Regions from separate parts of the Mus musculus genome. Here regions 2, 3 and 4 are each linked to region 1. Evidence: chromatin contacts called from public Hi-C, Micro-C and promoter capture Hi-C data. All regions are on one chromosome and are shown on one strand. The core of a region is the stretch at or near the end of the contact, and the rest is flanking DNA. Distances in the headings are between cores, read along the strand shown.

What was found. A called contact is a pair of places that touch in the nucleus more often than the background predicts. Capture Hi-C pulls out chosen DNA fragments and counts their contacts.
Region 2: a contact with region 1 is called in a promoter capture Hi-C map of liver, with 2.3 times the contacts expected there. The contact joins the promoter of 1500035N22Rik here to the promoter of Galnt11 in region 1. A contact is called at or near these places in 6 of 39 promoter capture datasets (the C10 cell line, hippocampal neurons, liver and 2 more), 1 of 484 Hi-C or Micro-C datasets (pre-B cells), 2 of 115 datasets of contacts at active chromatin or transcription factors (bone marrow-derived macrophages and forebrain) and 3 of 9 other capture datasets (adipose tissue, liver and pancreatic islet).
Region 3: a Hi-C map of muscle stem cells shows a contact between it and region 1, with 3 times the contacts expected there. The contact joins the enhancer-like site here to the promoter of Galnt11 in region 1. A contact is called at or near these places in 2 of 39 promoter capture datasets (hippocampal neurons and neural stem cells), 6 of 484 Hi-C or Micro-C datasets (bone marrow-derived macrophages, brain, ganglionic eminence and 3 more), 4 of 115 datasets of contacts at active chromatin or transcription factors (bone marrow-derived macrophages, fibro-adipogenic progenitors and stem cell-derived neural progenitor cells) and 4 of 9 other capture datasets (adipose tissue, embryonic stem cells, liver and 1 more).
Region 4: a Micro-C map of muscle stem cells shows a contact between it and region 1, with 4 times the contacts expected there. The contact joins the enhancer-like site here to the promoter of Galnt11 in region 1. A contact is called at or near these places in 3 of 39 promoter capture datasets (the C10 cell line, hippocampal neurons and neural stem cells), 1 of 484 Hi-C or Micro-C datasets (muscle stem cells) and 4 of 9 other capture datasets (adipose tissue, embryonic stem cells, liver and 1 more).

What each region holds. Positions count from the first base shown.
Region 1 is chr5:25,220,906-25,225,181 of GRCm38.p6, reverse strand. Galnt11 (polypeptide N-acetylgalactosaminyltransferase 11) reads right to left here and starts at 2,310. Exons shown (of 12, transcript NM_144908.4): 1 at 2,151-2,310.
Region 2 is chr5:24,983,410-24,987,685 of GRCm38.p6, reverse strand. 1500035N22Rik (RIKEN cDNA 1500035N22 gene) reads right to left here and starts at 1,844. Exons shown (of 2, transcript NR_166410.1): 1 at 1,650-1,844. The region is part of intron 3 of Prkag2 (protein kinase, AMP-activated, gamma 2 non-catalytic subunit); the gene reads left to right.
Region 3 is chr5:25,028,253-25,032,528 of GRCm38.p6, reverse strand. It overlaps Prkag2 (protein kinase, AMP-activated, gamma 2 non-catalytic subunit), which reads left to right. Exons shown (of 16, transcript NM_145401.2): 2 at 3,993-4,064. Among named protein-coding and RNA genes, the nearest start is that of 1500035N22Rik, 45 kb to the right of the region's middle. Within about 2 kb of position 2,023, at least 84 of the 459 cell types and tissues checked have an H3K27ac peak or open chromatin away from gene starts, as enhancers often do. A contact at or near this core is called in muscle stem cells and pancreatic islet, where this site is marked.
Region 4 is chr5:25,052,452-25,056,727 of GRCm38.p6, reverse strand. The region is part of intron 1 of Prkag2 (protein kinase, AMP-activated, gamma 2 non-catalytic subunit); the gene reads left to right. Among named protein-coding and RNA genes, the nearest start is that of Gm42232, 45 kb to the left of the region's middle. Within about 2 kb of position 2,572, at least 36 of the 459 cell types and tissues checked have an H3K27ac peak or open chromatin away from gene starts, as enhancers often do. A contact at or near this core is called in hippocampal neurons, muscle stem cells and neural stem cells, where this site is marked.

The DNA.
Region 1 (4,276 bases), core at 1,061-3,560:
TGGTACATTGAAGATAGGGCAATGCCTTCACATTGGAACCCAGGCTTCACACAGAAACTTAAGACACACGGGAACTGTAGCTGAAGCTACAGAGAAACCAATGCAGAGCAGGTTTACGTAACAAAGGAAGAGCAGGTGCAGAGAACAGATACTGAACAGATCCTCTGGGACACTGGGAACTTTGGAGAAGAACCTAGGAAAAGACTTCCGAAGGGTTCCAAGGATGGAACACAGGGCCCCCAATGGAGGAGCTAGAGAAATTACCCAAGGAGCTAAAGAGATCTGCAACCCTATAGGTGGAACAACATTATGAACTAACCAGTACCCTGGAGCTCTTGTCTTTAGCTGCATATGTATCAAAAGATGACCTAAGCGGCCATCACTGGAAAAAGAGGCCCGTTGGACTTGCAAACTTTATATGCCCCAGTAGAGGGGAATGCCAGGGCCAAAAAGGGGGAGTGGGTGGGTATGGGGGACTTTTGGGATAGCATTGGAAATGTAAATGAGCTAAATACCTAGTAAAAAATTAAAAAAAAAAAAAGAAGAAGGGTTCCAAGGTACATCCAGAAGATGTGCTGACAAGCAATATGAAAGGCCATAAAGGTCACTGGAGACCAAGCCAGACAAGTGGAGCCATCAGACTCAGCAGTCAGTGCTTTTCAAACACGAACTAAGCAATTCAAACCTTCCATAGACATTCCAAAGACAGAAAGCAGAGAAACTATTTGCCAGGATTCTCTAGAGTAACAGAAATTATAGAATGGATTTCTCCATATAGAGAGAGGGGGGATTTATTAGAGTACTCCCGCAAGTCCAACAATGGCCGTCTACTGATGTCAAGTCCAAGAATCTAGTTGCTCATCCACAAAGCTGGAAGTCTCGGCTGTTCTTCAGCATACACTGGAATCCAGCATACAAACAGGCTCTAATGCCAGTGAAGGAATATGGACTTTCAAGTATGGGTGAGAGCAAGCAGGCAAAGAGGGGGCTTCCTTATTCCATAGCCTTTGTAAAGGCTGCCAGCAGAAGGTGTGGCCTTAGATTAAAGGTGGATCTTCCCACCTCAAAGATACAGATTAGAAATGCTCTCCCCACTTCAAATGATTTAATTCAGCAAAAATCTCTCACAGTTGTGTCTAGCCATTTTTGGTTGTCAAGTTGACAACCAAGAATAGCCTCAAACAGATACAGATAAAGGAAAGACCATGGATTCCAATTCAAATGAAGTATCTAAACCAGGTAAACTGAGAGACTGAAGAAGAGCAGGAGTCCCTGCCCTATGTTATAATGTCTGTCCTGAGTGATTGATTTTGGAAATATATGGCACTGCCTGTTAAGACAACACTGTGAATGTACCCGATGCCATTCAACTATACTAGTAAAATAATCAATAAACTTCATGTTAATTATACTTCACAAGAAAAATAGTAATATAAAATTGTTAAGAAACCTGGCAAGAAACAGCACAGAAATGTTAGAGATTTGATTCCAGGGCCATCAAATGAAAACTATAGACTACGGTATGGTGACATTTCAGTTGCAGAGCTCCGTGGCAGGCACATGCTGAGGGTAAGAAAGGCTTACTTCCTGTTTTTCTTAAAGCATTATTTCAAATAAAAGAAGAAATAAGTTTGAAGTAACTGTTTTGTTGGGCCCACGGACTAGAAAGCGTCTCCAGGGTCTCATTTTTTGTTTGAAGATAAGCAACCAACCAACATGATGGCTCTCAAAGTAAAAGGACAAGATCTGACAGACAGGTGGCGGGTCTTCCTATATTTATATTTAAAGCACTAGTTTGGGGTGTACGAAAACCATAAAAGGTAATTTTTTTAACAAGCATACTGCAAAGAAACATGCATCCTTTCTGTCTTCCAGCCTCCTGTACCGACGCGGTCTAAATCCTGACCGTAATAACAGCAATAAAGATAAAATCGGTATTTTTTTCTAGTAAATCACAACACTGGCTGGAGGTTACGGCCACCGAGAGAACGGCCATGCGCAGTACCCATCACTGCTGTTGAATCCGGAAGCAGCTCTGGCCTCCCAGGCCACCAAGCCTGCTCCAGCAGCCGCGTCCCTTCAGGCCGCAGCCCACGCTCAGGCGCCGACGTAGGCCGCGCGGGGTCAAGCGCCGCGGGCCGGCTACTCACCGCGACACCCGCAGGCCGGGATAGCGGCGCTCCAGGGCACGGGCTGCGGCATCTCCGCTCCCGCCACAGCCCGGGCCGAGCCGCACGAGCCGCGGCGCGCGACGCGGCCCACGACACGCAGCCTTGCGGAGCCCTCGCGTCACGGCACGCGTCACCGCACGCACGCCCTCGCCTCCGAGGATGACGTCACCGCCCGCGGCCTGGCGTCACGAGGCCCGGGCTCCTCCCCGCCCAGTGTGGAGCTGAGCTCTGTCCCATAGGGCCTTAGTGAAGTTCACTCCAGAGAGAAGCTTAGATGAGGGGACGACTTTTTCTTGGAGAGAATGTGAGGAAATTTAGCAGATCAAACAGAATGGTAAGGTTTTGGTAGTTGGTCCATTAATGCTGCTTTACATTGACGGGTATCTATATTAATCCTGTTATCTCACCATGCTATTCAGCCAAGACTTTTTTTTTTTAAATCCGTGATGTCTGGTAGAGCAATGGGACATATGTAAGGAGAAAATTCTGCGTCCCTTATTTTTAAGAAAGCAGCATCTCCTGAACCAATAAATTGTTCTAGCTAGCATTAACCCAGGATACTTCCCTCCTGCATTAACTGGCTGTGGTGACCGACTTTGACTTGAAATGCCCCACTGGGGCTTATGTGGAGCTTGGTGCCTGCTGGTGGTGCAATTGCCAAAGATTGTAGAAACTTTTTGGAGGTGGGGGTCAATCTAGAGGGAGAAGGATCAGGGATGTCCGAGGGTCTTACCTGGTCCAATTGTCCAAGTCTCCTTCTGGCTTCCTGCCCATCATGAAGTAAATAACCTACCCCATATACTGCTGTCATCCTGATGTTCTGCTCAAATGCGATGGCCAAGCAACCATGCAATAAACCCTCAGTAACCATGAACCAAAATAACTCTTTTCCCTTTAAGTTGTCAACACAGTGGCACAAAATTAACTCATATGTGGCCCTGCCAAATACTTACTAGTATTGTGAGGCTGTAGGATGCTCTGTGAGGTTACCTAGGTCTATCCTTAAGGCTGAAATCCTGATGGCCCTTATCTGTGTCCTTCCATGGCCATTGCCCTCAGTCAAACAGTTGCTGCTCAATGCCAAAGAAAGCATTTTTCATAGTTCCCATTCTTGTCCACACAGCATCTTAACGGGAACTCATGGTTGTTTAAGGGATGACTCTCTCACGAGAGGGCAATAGAACAGAAGCATTGTCATGCCATAACCATGTGTCTGCTATTGTTCCTGTATGTGTGACAACGTTCCTGACAGAAACTACTTAAGGGTTTATTTTGGCCACAGTGTGAGGTACAGCCTCTGCTGTGGTGGGTAAGCCATGGCAAGCAGAGGTCTAAGGTAGCCTGTGACACTTCACCCTCAGGAGGCCCAGAGAGGCTGGTGCTCATCTTACAACCTGGTTTGTTTTGTTTTTTTGTTTTGTTTTGTTTTTTTCTTTTTATTTGATCCCTGCTCCATGGCCACCCACATTCCAGGTAGGTTTTCCTTACTCAGCTAAACCTCTCAGGAAACCACAAAGACATGGCCAGAGCAAGGCAGTGCTGCCACACACCTTTTATCTCAGCACTGGGAAGGACAGCAGAGACAAGTGGATATGAGTTTGGGGCCAACCTGATCTACAGAGCTAGTTACAGGACAGCCAAGGCTACACAGATTAGCCCTGTCTCAAAAACAAACAAACAAAACAAAACAAAAAAAGACCTGCCCAGAACAGGAATGTTTCCTAGGTAATTTCAAATCCATCAAAGTGGAAGTGAAGATTTAGCCAGTTTACTAGGATCCTCAAATGGGTGAAGCTTACAAAATACAGGACCGCGGTGAGCATCCTCGAGCTCAGTCCTGCTAGGAACCCATAAGAAACACCACTGCAGTGATGAGAGAGCAGGTAGGTTGTGCCTGCATGGGCTGTGGGGGCATCCCTGTCAGGCATTTCCTCCTTTTTCGTCCTTTCAGTATGTTTCTTCCAGAATTTTCTTTGTAGATTTTGTGAATTACCCCTCTTTGGCCTTCTTAAACTCACCTTCTCTAGGGTGAACTCTATAGCATTCTCCAAACCCCAGAGAAGTTCTCTAGCATTGGGGAGTCTGTGGACACGGCAGGCAGGAGA
Region 2 (4,276 bases), core at 595-3,094, 240 kb after region 1:
CCACACCTCCTAATCCTTCTAGGGACTGCCATTCCATGATGAACAAGCATTCAAATATGTGAGCCTATGGGGACCATTCCTATTCAAACCACGAGAGAGTGAGAGAGCGAGAGAGAGAGAGAGAGAGAGAGAGAGAGAGAGAGAGAGAGAGAAGGAAGGAGGGAGAGGGAGGGGGAGAGAGGGAGAGAAGGAGAGGGAGGGAGGGAGAGGGAGGGAGAGAGAGAGAGGGAGAGAGGAAGAGGGAGGGAGAGAGACAGAGAGACAGAGAGAGAGAGACAGAGAGACAGAGAGAGAGAGCAGAGGAACAGGGCAGTAGGAGTTCTTTAGAATGTAGACTAGCAGTGGAGAAAGCAACCCTAAGATGGGAGAAAATGACCCTGCACCCTCATCTCTCACACTCAGACAGGATGCTCTGTGGCTGAAAGCTTGGTGGAGGAGGACATGAAAATATTCCACCAGCAAGAGGCAGCCCTGACCTTGATTTTTCAGGACAGGACAGATGGTGACATTTAGAGAAAGAGAAGCAGCTTCATCCTGGGGAGCTACCCACAGCCTGGGCTGTGTGAGGGCCTGAGGAATCTAGCCTTGGGGGCCTCAGACCCCTTCCTCTGCAGTCTCCCTCCCTGAAGCAGGGTCCACTCCCCTCCAATGGGCTTTCTAGGAAGGAGCCTCCCTGTGCCGTGGGGACGAAAACTCTTGGAAGTTAAAGAAAGGTAAAGACAACAGGGGAGCGATGGGTGTTGCTGCTAATACTGAGGGTCATTTTAGATCTTTTGTTTAGTTTTTGTGATGCTGGGGATAGAGCCAGTCCCCGAGACCCCTGAGGCCCATGGAAACATCCACAGAAGCCAGTCTTTGTCTGCCCCACCTGCGTTACCTTTCTTCTCCCTGGAAACAAGAGCCAAGCTTCTGCCTGATCTCTCCTTTCTCCTCTGCCTCCTGAGCAGCCTGGCATTCCTTGTCATGCCGCTCCCCCCCCCATGGCTGTGACACACCCCCTCCTCTGGGGGACTGTAATACACTGTCTTTCCAGAGGAAGCTCATCCCCTGACCTCACTACCCCGAGTCATTAGAAAACTACATTTTAAAACACATTTCCCACTGCCTGTAAACCTAGACATTAATTGTCCTGGCTTCTTTTTTTTTTTTTTTTTTACACTTTGAGTGCAGCGTTGTCTCAGGGAGCTCGGCAGGCCACAGTCTACATAGGACACAGATCATACACCCAGCCTTTGAGGATGGCACGCTCAGTCTCCAGGTTCCTTCTCATCTGCTGGGCTCAGTCTGGGGCCCCTGGTGGTAGGTGCACACAGAGGCAGCCTTAAAAGGTAGGCAGCCTAGGGTGGGGATGTAGATCAGTAGGTAGATAAAAAGTGTGCACAAAGACTTGGATTCCATTCCCAGCACTATATAATTATGATTGCTCATGCCTGTAATCCCAGCACTCGAGAGACAAAATAGCGAGATCAAGACTTCAAGGTATCCTTGGCTACAGAGTGAGTTTGAGCCTACAGGAGACCCTGACTCAACAAACCAACACTGACAGCCCATTCCAATCCCCTGCCTGCTACCCTGGGCCCAGGCAGTGCATGCCAGCCTGCCTCTGCCTATTGTCTAAGAGCTGCACAAATGTAGGACTCTCTCCTCACCTGTGATTGAGCTTGGCACCCATTCCCAGTCAGCTCTTCTCACGGTTCCTAGTTTGTATAGTCTCTGCTTCCTAGCACACTCAGCCTCAGCCTGCCCATGGCACTGCACGCCATGAGGACAGGAGCCAGGAACCCCCAAGAACAGGGCCGCTCCATCCTCCAGGGCTGCATTTCTGTCAGGATTTCTCTGTGACTGGGAACCGGAGCGGCACTGGGTTTGTAGCCACTTGCCGTTGCTATAGCAACCCCTGACTTACACCAGCTACACACTAAAAATAGATCATCTTGCCCCTAATATAGAAAAATGAAGGAAAATGAGAGCAGGCAGGACCCTTCCCATCCAGTTATGCGCTGATGCAGCGGCTGGGTCTCTGTATGCGCGCACCCACTCAAGAGTAGAAAGAACAGGATGGAGGGGACACACTAGAGTGTCCTCAGAACTGCTGTGGCCTGGCTCTTCCCCATGTAGAGGCCTCAGCTGTCCTTTGTTCTGAACTAAAGCATTCAATAGTAAAGCACAGTTTACCCAAGGCGGGTTGTATGTTCCAGACAGCCTCTTCATGTACCCCAGGCTAGCCCTACCCTCACATCCATCTCCTGAGTTCTAGTCTTGCTGACGGGCACCCTCCACCTGGCCTGTTCAGCTTTTCAGTCTTACTTCTTCTGTGGGTTGTGTTTTTTGGAAGGTAGGGCTGCTGTCGTTTGCAGAACAGACAGCGTGAGAGCTCCTAGCGACAGCATCTGAAGTACTGAATTGCTTGGGAACGCTGTGACACAAGTGTTCCCCAGGAGTGAGCCTGGGGAAGGAGAACCTTCAGGTACTTGAAGGACCACCCATCCTCCTGGGGAGGAAGTACTGTGGGAAGACAGACCTCACCACTCTAGGACCAGCTCCTCCCTGGGATAGCAATGGCTCTCGATGCATTCGATCACGTTGTCCGAATCATGAAAGTTCAAAAACATTTCAAAATGCTTGAAGATTGTTCTGGAAGGGGTTGTGCAGGAAAGAATTGGGACCTGTCCCTACGGAGTCCGAATTGTGGCTGTCTGCCTGTCGTATCTGAGACTTGTTGATGGCATTTCCTGTGGTGGAATGAGTCTGTGTCCCCCTGAACAGCTGTCTGCACACAGTGGGTGCACTGTAGCCTTCCTTGTTCTTGGGAGCTGTTTTGTTTGTTTGTTTGTTTGTTTGTTTGTTTTTAAGGTGATGGGAGATGTGTGTGGGGCTTCTCAGAGCCCCTGGCTCTGCCATGGGGCTGAAGTGGTAGTGGACATTTGTGAATATGTAGAGCTATGCTTGGAATGTGGTGACTTGCATGTTAAGACGAGGACCTCTGCCCATAAGCCAGGGACAGCCAGGAGGGGCTGGGGGGCTTGGATTTGGGCCTTTGTGGGAAAGCCCACTGCCAGGAACCAGTGGGGAGACACCCTCCGCTTCTCCCATCCCCCATCTCTTCCTCCTCCTCCTCCTCTTCCTCTCTCCTTTCTCTCCTTCCTCCTCCTCTTCCTTTTCCTTCCTCTCTGTATCCCCCACCTTTATCCTCTTCTCCCTCTTCTCTCCTCTCTTCTCCTCCTTTTCTTCTTCATTCTCTTTCTTCCTCTTCTTTCCCCTCCTGTCCTTCCCCCCTTCCCTCTCCCTTCTCCTCTAACTTCCTTTTTGTGACCAACAGATAAAACTTTTTTTTCATCATCTGGAGCTGCACAGCTTGAGAGAATTAAGCACATGCTCATTATGATGCCAGCTCGCCCCCCACCCCCCATCCCTCTTCCACTCTCAGAATTCATCTTCCCAAACTGCCTTTATCACACAATGATCCTTCCCATCTCTGGCACCCCTCAGTCTACTGTCTCTATGAATCTGATCATTCTGGGGCCCTCACAGAATGAAATTGAGCCGTGTGTTTCTCTCCATCTCTTCTGTCCGATGCCCTTAGGTCCTTGTGGGCCACAGTACATATCTGTGCTGTGTCAGGTCTTCCTGAGCTGTGCTGGGTTTCTCCCATGCTTTTGGAGGCTCCCCCATGCTCTCATACCTTCCACACACCCTTGAAAGGCTGCGTAATATTTTGCCATTTGGAGACCCCTTTTGTACATTCAGTCATGTGTCACAGAATATCTGAGCTGTGTCCCCTGTGACACCAGCCTCCCTCCAGATGTGATGAAGCAGCTGTTGTCCCTGTCCTCTCAGCCTGGGACTGGGCACAGAGCAGCCAGCTCACTTCCTTGCAGTGAGGGCATTAGGTCTCTGCTAATGGTGGGCACCACATCCCCACACAGCCTCGCTCAGCGCCCCCTGGTGGATCTAAGCCAGGGGTGCTGCACTCCTGCCAGCCAGAGACACCACAGCCCACAGGACTCACTGCATACTTAAGTACCTGACCTCAGACAGCCCAACTGAAGGTTCTGGGGCACAGATGGACATAACACCCCCTACAGTCTGGTGTGGAAAGCCGATGTCCAAGCTGCTCTGCTTTGCAGTCCCATGCAACCCTCTGTCACACTGTCTCCTTCAAGACCCTAGCACCTAAGTGTGAGTCAGTAAGCCAGGCACACACCCAAGCTCATGCAGGCTCTACAGTACAGGGGACATCATAGAAAAGGTCCTTAGAGAAAAGGAGCCCAGGACA
Region 3 (4,276 bases), core at 774-3,273, 190 kb after region 1:
TTTGTGTGTGTGTGTGTGTGTGTGTGTGTGTTTCATCTTTAAGGGCTTCTACCTGTTTACCTGTGTTCTCCTGTATTTCCTTAAGGGAATTACTTATGTCCTTCTTAATGTCCTCTATCATCATCATGAGATGTGATTTTAAATCAGAGCCTTGGTTTTCCAGTGTTTTGGGGCATCCAGGGCTTGCTGTAATGGGAGAACTGGGTTCTAATGATGCCAAGTAGCCTTGGTTTTTGTTTGTTTGTTTGTTTGTTTGTTTTGTTTTTGTTTTTCGAGACAGGGTTTCTCTGTATAGCCCTGGCTGTCCTGGAACTCACTTTGTAGACCAGGCTGGCCTTGCTGGCCTCAAACTCAGAAATCCGCCTGCCTCTGCCTCCCAAGTGCTGGGATTAAAGTTGTGTGCCACCACCGCCCGGTATAGCCTTGGTTTCTCTTGCTTAGGTTCTTGCCCTTGCCTCTCACCAGCTGGTTATCTGTGGTGTTAGCTGGTCTTGCTGTCTCTGACAATGGCGTGTCCCTCCTATAAGCCTGTGTGTCAGCACTCCTGGGAGACCAGCTCTCTCCCAGCAGGATTTGGGTATGGAGAGCTTGGCACAGGGTCAGCTCCAGGGCACAGACAGAAACTGGAAGCTGATGTACTCTTCTTAAAGCCTTGAGGACCGGTGCTAACTGTAGTAAGCCAGCAACAGACAGACTGTGTCTACTTCCCTTCTGCAGACCTCAGAGTTGTCAGACTCACAGAGATGACACAGGGTGCTGCCACCAGGGTTCGGGAGGGAGGCTGAAGAGTGTCTTCTCAGAGAGATAAAAAGTGTCTGGAAATAGATTCTGTTTTGATCAGTCTGCGCCCTGCCCTCAGTCACTCCATACTGTGCAGAGCAATGGTTTTCAGGCAGTGCCTCATGCAGAGAGAGAGAGAGACTCCATTTTACATGCTGCCATTGACTCCAGTTTACAGAGGGTTGAAAATGACTCTGCAACTTGTTAGGCATGTAAACAACACCATCTGCCCCGTACCACCCACGGCACAGACTGTTAAATGGCATATTCCCAAAGTAAAAGAGATAACCACCCTCACGATTCATCAGAGTAAATTGAGTCCACTTTAGCACATGAGGGTATTAAAACTATATCGGGAAAACCAAGCATAAGAACTTACCTAACACATTATGCTGAGACAAGGGTGTGACCTCCTCACCCTCACCCATCCGCCGAGAGGGATATGTTCCCTCTAGCCTGTCATCTGACCAGATGATCTGACATGAGCCTCTGGGCATTTCATTTGAGCAACTGTGTGTGCGCATGCGTGCGCGCGTCTGTGTGTGTGTGTGTGTGTGTGTGTGTGTGTGTGTGTGTACGTACAATAGACAGAGAACTCCCAACTGTCCCATACTCACATGTCCATGTGTGTGTGTATATGTGTACGAACCTGTGTATACATGTGTGTGCACTCATAGAGATAGAGGGAGAGAGAGAGAGAGAGAGAACGCATGTGAATGAGTGCATGAGGCAGGAGCTTTGACAACAAGGAGCTGGCGTGAGGCAGGAGCAAGAAACAGTCACATCTTGAACCACAAACACGAGGCAGAGAGAGCTACTTGAAATGGCAGGCAGTCTTAAACTCTCAAAGCCATCCCCAGTAACACACTTCCCCAGCAAGGTCATACCTCCTGTCTCCCAAAGAGCACCAGCAACTTAGCATCAAGTGTTCAAATACATGAGCCTCTGGGCATTTCATTTGAGCAACTCTCTGTGTGTGTGTGTGTGTGTGTGTGTGTGTGTGTGTGTGTGTGTGTGTGTGTACAATAGGCAGAGAACTCCCAACTGTCCCAGCTGTCTGAGACTTTAGCTTAATGTGGTCTCAGCTCTGATAAAGTCAACTCGAATCTGTTGTCCATCAGTCTACCCATCTGTCTGTCTGGAACTAGTTCTGTAGTTTGCCTCTGTCACCCCTGTGACCAGCAAGTATCTCACACCTCATTTCTGCAGCATGACTCAACTCTGACTCTGTGGCCTGGCTGGGCTTGCAAACGCTGGGCTCTGACTGGGTTTGTATCTGACCCAGCGTCTTTCTCTGCCTCCCTCTGCATCCTTATCAGCCTCCCCCTTCTGCTTTTCCTCAAGGCCTCTTTGGAACTCCTTGAACTCTGTTGGCCTCCTGAACCCTTCAGAGGCTTTCTGTCACCTACACTATATGTACACACAGATGTATTTACTGTGTGATTTGGAATGTGTGAACTGAGAGCTAATATTAGCAGTTAAGGTTGGAATAAATGAACCTTGTGTGTGTTTGCCTCCGCCAACTATGTAGGAAAATAGGGACTAAGGACAAACTAGCCGAGGAAACTCTGTAGCTAGTGAATGAGTTGTTATTCAGTAATGTGGACTTTGTAGGAAAACATGATCATGTCTGCCTGTTTCTGACATAGCACAGTCATGACAGTTATAGTGGTGGAGGTAAAATCACATGAGTAACTTAGCAGCCACTGAATTATTTACAGAGGGTTAGCTTGAGGATGGGGATAGCTTAGTGGTACAACGCTTGCTTAGCATGTGTAAAACCCTGGGTTCATGCCGGCACCACACACACACACACACTCACACACACACACACACACACACAGAGAGAGAGAGAGAGAGAGAGAGAGAGAGAGAGAGAGAGAGCAGATGATAATTCTTATTGTTTATATTTTATTCCAATTATTTTTTGATAAACAACAATGGTGTGTTAAGGATGACGACTTTTATAGTCTCCAGGGTGGCCAGGTGGTCCCATCTGGTGTGCAGGCGTCTTCCAAGGCCAGTTGTGGGGCACAGGAAGAGCAGGGCTGGAGAGTCAGAGCAAAGCATCTGCCTTATTTCTGACTCGGTGACAAGCTACCCACTCCTCCCCATTCTGTTTTAGTCCCCTGTGGCAGTTAGTGTTAACTGTCAATTTGACTGGATCTTGATTAGATTAATTAAGGACCCATCTTAACTCTGTGCAGACCATTCCCTGGGTGGGTATTCTGAACTGGGTCTAAAATTATGAAAGTGAGTTGAGCAGAAACTTGCATCTTGTGACCTCTGGTCCTGATTATGGGTGTGAGGGACCAGCTGCTTCAAGCTCCTGCTGTCTCGGCTTCCCTGGTAGACTGTACCCAAATTGTGAGCCAAGAGAAGTGCCTTCTCCATACAGGTGCTTTGATCTGGGCATCTAATCCCAGCAATAGGAAAAGAAGCCAATGCAAGCCCTCCCCATCATCTCCACCTCTGCCATCAAGCTTTATCTATTGCTCCAGCACCACCCTCCACAAGTGTGGTCATCTTTACAGAAGACACACTTCCTTGGACCATTCAAAGAGGCCTCAGGTTTCAAGTCAGGAGGAAAAGTCCCATCTACCAGCCATTGCCCAGTCATCCCCAGAGCCAGTGCTTTCACCCTGCCTGCCTTGACCCCGGATCTTTCCATTCCCTTGGCTTGTGGCTTTGCCTAATGTCTTCCTTGCTGGGGGTGTGAGTGGCTGCTGTTGGACATTTGGCTTGACGTTCTGAAAGGGAATGGAGATATAGGTGAGCATCCCCATGTTGCGGGAGTTGTTAGGGCTGGTGGCTGGGCCTGGCATCCCTACCTAGGCTCACACTTCGTATACCAGCTGAATAGACAAGCCATAGTGGAAAGCAGGAAAGTCTTCGTTCAGTGTGCCATGTTACAAAGAGGAACAAGGGGGCTCAGTGGTCCCCTTACCCTCTAAGGCCGTCTTCTGAGCCTTGGCAGGAGACTCAAGATTTCAATACAGGGCCAGAGGTTCAAGTCTCAGTTCCACTGTTTCCATAGTCTGGTAGCCAGAGGGAGGGACACAGCGTCTCTGTAGACCACTTCATTCCTCCCAGTATCCTTACAAGTGTGTGGACCCTAGGAGGCCTGTCAGAGAGGGAGGTGGGTCCCTCCCAGAGCATGCACACGTGCCCCGTGGGCCATGGCTTTGACTGTGTGCTCTCTTACCCCCCAGGACCTGAGTTCCTTTGCCATGCCGCTCCTGGATGGAGATGTGGAGAATTCAGAAAAGCATTCATCTCGGAAGGTAAGACCTCCCTTTGCAAAGCTTCTCACGACCCCACCTGAGAAGCCCCCAAAGCAGGCAGAGTCCGAGACACCCTTCCAAGTTTACGTGTTTGGGGCTCACACCAGCATGTGGGGTGGCTGTGGCTGAGCCAGCCTGAGCCAGTGCCCCTCACAGGGTGATTAATGCCTCCTGTGTTGCTGGCTGCTTCAAGGCTATTAGCCATACAGGGC
Region 4 (4,276 bases), core at 1,323-3,822, 170 kb after region 1:
TACAGGCAGTAAGTACATGGGAACTGGGAGCTATGTTTCTACCTCCTCAGCCCCCCCCCCCCCCAAAGCGTGTGTAGGCCTGTTCCCAATTCTTGACACTTTGACAGCAGTGCTAGAGAGTGTTGACATGAAATCTGTGTGCTTTCCAGCCAGTCATGTGTCAATTTGGGCTAAACATCCTTGTCACAAGCACGACTCATATACAAGAACTCTAAAGGGGCTCTGCTGGTCTGTGGGCTCTAGTCTTAATTACAGAATTTTGAGTTTAAAGTATGATTGAAGTTTGGTGTGGTATGAATCCCAGCACTTGGGAGGCAGAGGCAGAAGGAGGAGAAAGTCATCTTTAGCTACAAAGTGAGTGAAGCCAGGCTGGGCTGCATGAGGCACAGGCTGAGAGATGGCTGCATAATTAGGAGCGTTGTGCTCAGTTCCCAACACCCACATCTGGTGGTTCACAACCACCTGCAATTCCAGCTCCAGGGACCTGACACCCTCTGGCCTCTGCGGGCACCTGCACACATGTGGTGCATGTGGAACACTTAGGCTCATACATGTATACGCTAAAGAAAATGTTTTTAAAGAGGAGGGGGAGATGAAGTAGCCATTGGAGTTGGGCATATTAACACAGATGCTGTAATCCTAACCGTAAAGAGGCATCTAGTCTAGGCCATGTGCAGCTACACACCAGTCTGTGCCACGTAGTAAGACTCTGCCACAAGCCAGCCAGCAAATAAACATAGAATTAAGCCATTAGCGCCCGTGGGTTTTACCACTCCTGTTCCCCAGCAGACAGCCAGGGGAATGAGCGTTGGGGTCCTGTACTTCTCTAGCTGCTGTAGCCTCAGCCATGACACCTCGCTGTCCTTGCTGATAGCCAAGTCCCAGTCCCCTCCTTCTGTTCTGCCCCTCATACGATGCCAAATGAAAGTGATTTTCTCCCTTTGACCCCTCTTATCCTACTGCAGTTCTACTTTCCCCTGAAGGTCATGGTTGTGTCGTGATCTTTCTAGAATCGTGGATTCGCTTCTCCATCTTCTTTTGTACTTCTCCAAGCCGTATCCCAGGGAACACAGGGAGGAAACTGGAGGAAAACAAAGCCAGTCTCAGGTTTTTGTTTTGATTGTGCTTTGCCAGAGAGGTGTGTGGTGGCATTTACCGTCTGACTGCTTTTACTGGAGGCTGCCATCTGCCACAATCATGGCTTCAGCTGGCTAGTCACCAGTGAGTGCGGGCCTGCTGAGCAGATTCCAGCCAATAGGATAAAGGCGGTGGGAACAGGACTGTCCACAGTCTGCAGTGCTGTTTACCAGACACCTGCAGGGGTGGGATTCCAGCAGCCCAGGTTGGGTGCCTAGGACAACAGAGAGCCAGGGACCCAGGGGTTCCTACTCCTTCTTATCCAAGCTCTCCCCTTTCTTCTCCCCCTCCCCCAACCCTTCCCGCTCCTCCCTTTCATTGGGATTGAACCTAAGGCAGGCTGGCTTTAAATTTATGATCCTCTTGCCTCAGCTTCCTGCGTAGCTGGGGTCCCGAGCCTGATCCACCAGGCCTGGCTTTCCTTTCTCTTGCTGGTCGAGGACTCCTGAAAATTGAGGGTTCCTAAAATTTCCTTTCACTGCTTTTGCTGGGAGAGAAGCAGTCTCAGAATCAGGATCTGAGAAGAGCTAAGGAGGTATGAAGCCCCAGCCCTCAGGAAAGCACCGACCCCTCGCTTTTCCAGCAGGCAAACAGCTGACCTGACTATAGGCAGTCTCTGTGATTTGCAAGCTGTGTTGGCCAGGTCATATGTGGAATCATGTTTGTAGGCTGGACATGAAACAGAGAGGCAAACCCGCCAAGCTGTTTCCTCGAGTTTCCTGGAGATGCCTAGGTGGTCTTCTGGAGTGAAATGACTTGTGCTCAGGAAAAGGTATCAAGGAAACTGACCAAAATGTTATCGTCACAGGGACTGACTAGGGCCCCCAAAAGCAGTGTGGGGCTCTGCTCCTCTTTCAGGCAGGGAAAATTCTTCCCTGCTTGGCTCTGAGGTGGAAGCTCTGGTACTTTCTAGAAAGCACAACCCATAGACCCTTCCTCCCGCTCTTTGTCAAAGCCAGGAAAGTGCTTAGAAATATTTTCCCCAGTAAAGGGCGGAGGGCGGCTTCTGCTTCTGCCTCTGCAAGTGAATTGTACTCCTTTGTTGCCTTTCCCCAAGTTCCTGGTCCCCAAAGCCGTTTCTGCCCAGCTAGGCAGAGGGATGCCTATGCTTAGAAGGTGGCATCAGGCCAGTGGCCACAGCTGGCCTGCACAGACACAGACATGGGGATGAGAACTGACGGATGCCTGTCACACAGCTGGAGGAAGCAGCTCTCTATGACCCCACCCACCACTGACTGCACCATTAGCAGAGCATGTGGGAAGGGGCTGCTGTTGGTCAGAGCCATTCGGTTGGAACAGAGTCCTTGAGGGCTGGTGGAATTTGTCCTTAAATGTCAGGTCTCATCTCCAAAAACTGGCCAGGCCTGGCTCAGAGCTGGCTGTGGGCATCTGTCACCACCCACTCTCTCTGAGTCATGCTACACTTATCAGCTCAGATCCAGAACCTTGGAATATGCCCAGAGTCAGGGAGAACTGGGAGGAAGATGAGCCTGAAGGGACAGAGGGCTCCTGAAGGGGAGAGCCTTGACCTACCCAGGCACTCTGTTGTACTCAGGTCGCTTGGGATATTCCCAGGTGCTCCTTCAGGTCCACCCAGATGCCTTGCTGGCCTCACCAGCTGCTGCTCAGCAGGCTTCCCATGCCGCCTGGAACCAGGGCATGGGGCCACATTGCCATAGGGACACTGTTTATGCAGGCCACCTCTGAAGAAAGGCTTGTGGAGGAGTCTGAAGCTTCTATTTTCCTCTTCACCTCCTGTCTCCCTTTCCAAAGCTCCCCCTTGCTTTATGAGAACCGCTTTCTCTTCCTTTGCCTTAAACCAACAGCTCTTCACTGGTGGACCAGAGCTCAAATGTAAGTCCCACCACAGCCTGCCTTCTGTGTCACAGGCTTCCCATAAAACAGATGTCCTGGGTTCCCCCAGGCCATCAGACGAGCCTTGTGTGTTCTAAGGACTAGCCTCTCGTTCCCTCCTACTCACATCCCGGGGTCCTCCTGCCCGGGCTCTGGGCAGTCACTGGGTCCAGCGGCCTCACACAAAGCTGTGCCGCATTATTCAGTTGTGCTTGTGCCGAGAGATAAGCACGTCAGCAGGCAATCGGACCCAAAACAAAACTCTGTGGTGCGTTTCAAATAATCCCAAACGCTTCCATCTTGTGCTTTCAATCCAGAGTCCTGGAGCTGCCAGCCATGTCTTGTCTGAGCGCTGTCACAACATACAGTCCCACACCTTCACACGTACACAACGGTACAGCAGAGCCAAGCATCACACACCAGTCTGCGGCACTTCAGTAATGAGGTCTCGGTAATGGCCACTTGGACAAAGTCTGGATGAGCAGTTCCTAAGTTCAGAAGGATTAAACACAATACACCCATCCAGGACCCACAATCCTCATGCTTTTAAGTAGCCACTGTCTTCTGGGGTATCAGAAGCCCTGTGTGCCTTACCAGCCTAGAGGGAAATGGCCACTGCTGCCTGCCACTGCTGCCTGCCACTGCTCAGCTCCTCTCTGCCTATGCCATCCAGGACCCACCTCAGCATACTCTCCCACAGACATGCCCACAGGCCCACCTCCCAGGAGACTCTCCATTCTGTAAAACTGAGCACACCGAACATCACAGTGGCCTCCTGCAGGTGCCGTCCTTCTCTGGTAATCTCTACACCATGCAAATTCATCTCTTCTCATGTCTCAGTGAGACTGGATGCTACCAACTCAGGGACGGGTTGGGCTTAGTGAGTCTGAGACATCTTGAAATACTGCCTGGACCTAAATAAGGGGGTCTGGCTACCGGCAGCATCAGCTCAGTTCCAACTTGGGACATCTCACGATGTCGGGCACACACCTCCTGGGAGAACTTCTTCCAGACAATTCACCAGGCTCTGGAATGTGTAATGTGGCCATTTCCTTCACCATAGAGGAGAGGAAGGTCTGACAGGCCCATGGGGCTCTGGCAAGGGAGGCAAGATGAACTGAGGATACTATAAGGTGATGGACTAGAGTCGTCACCTGAAGCCCAGCTGCTTCCTAAAGATTCCACCCCCCACCCCCACCCCCGTGGTCTGGAAAAGTTGGCTCCACATCCCAGGATGCAGTGTGGACGTTTCCCACATTCTGCAGATGGCTGGTCCGTTGTAGGT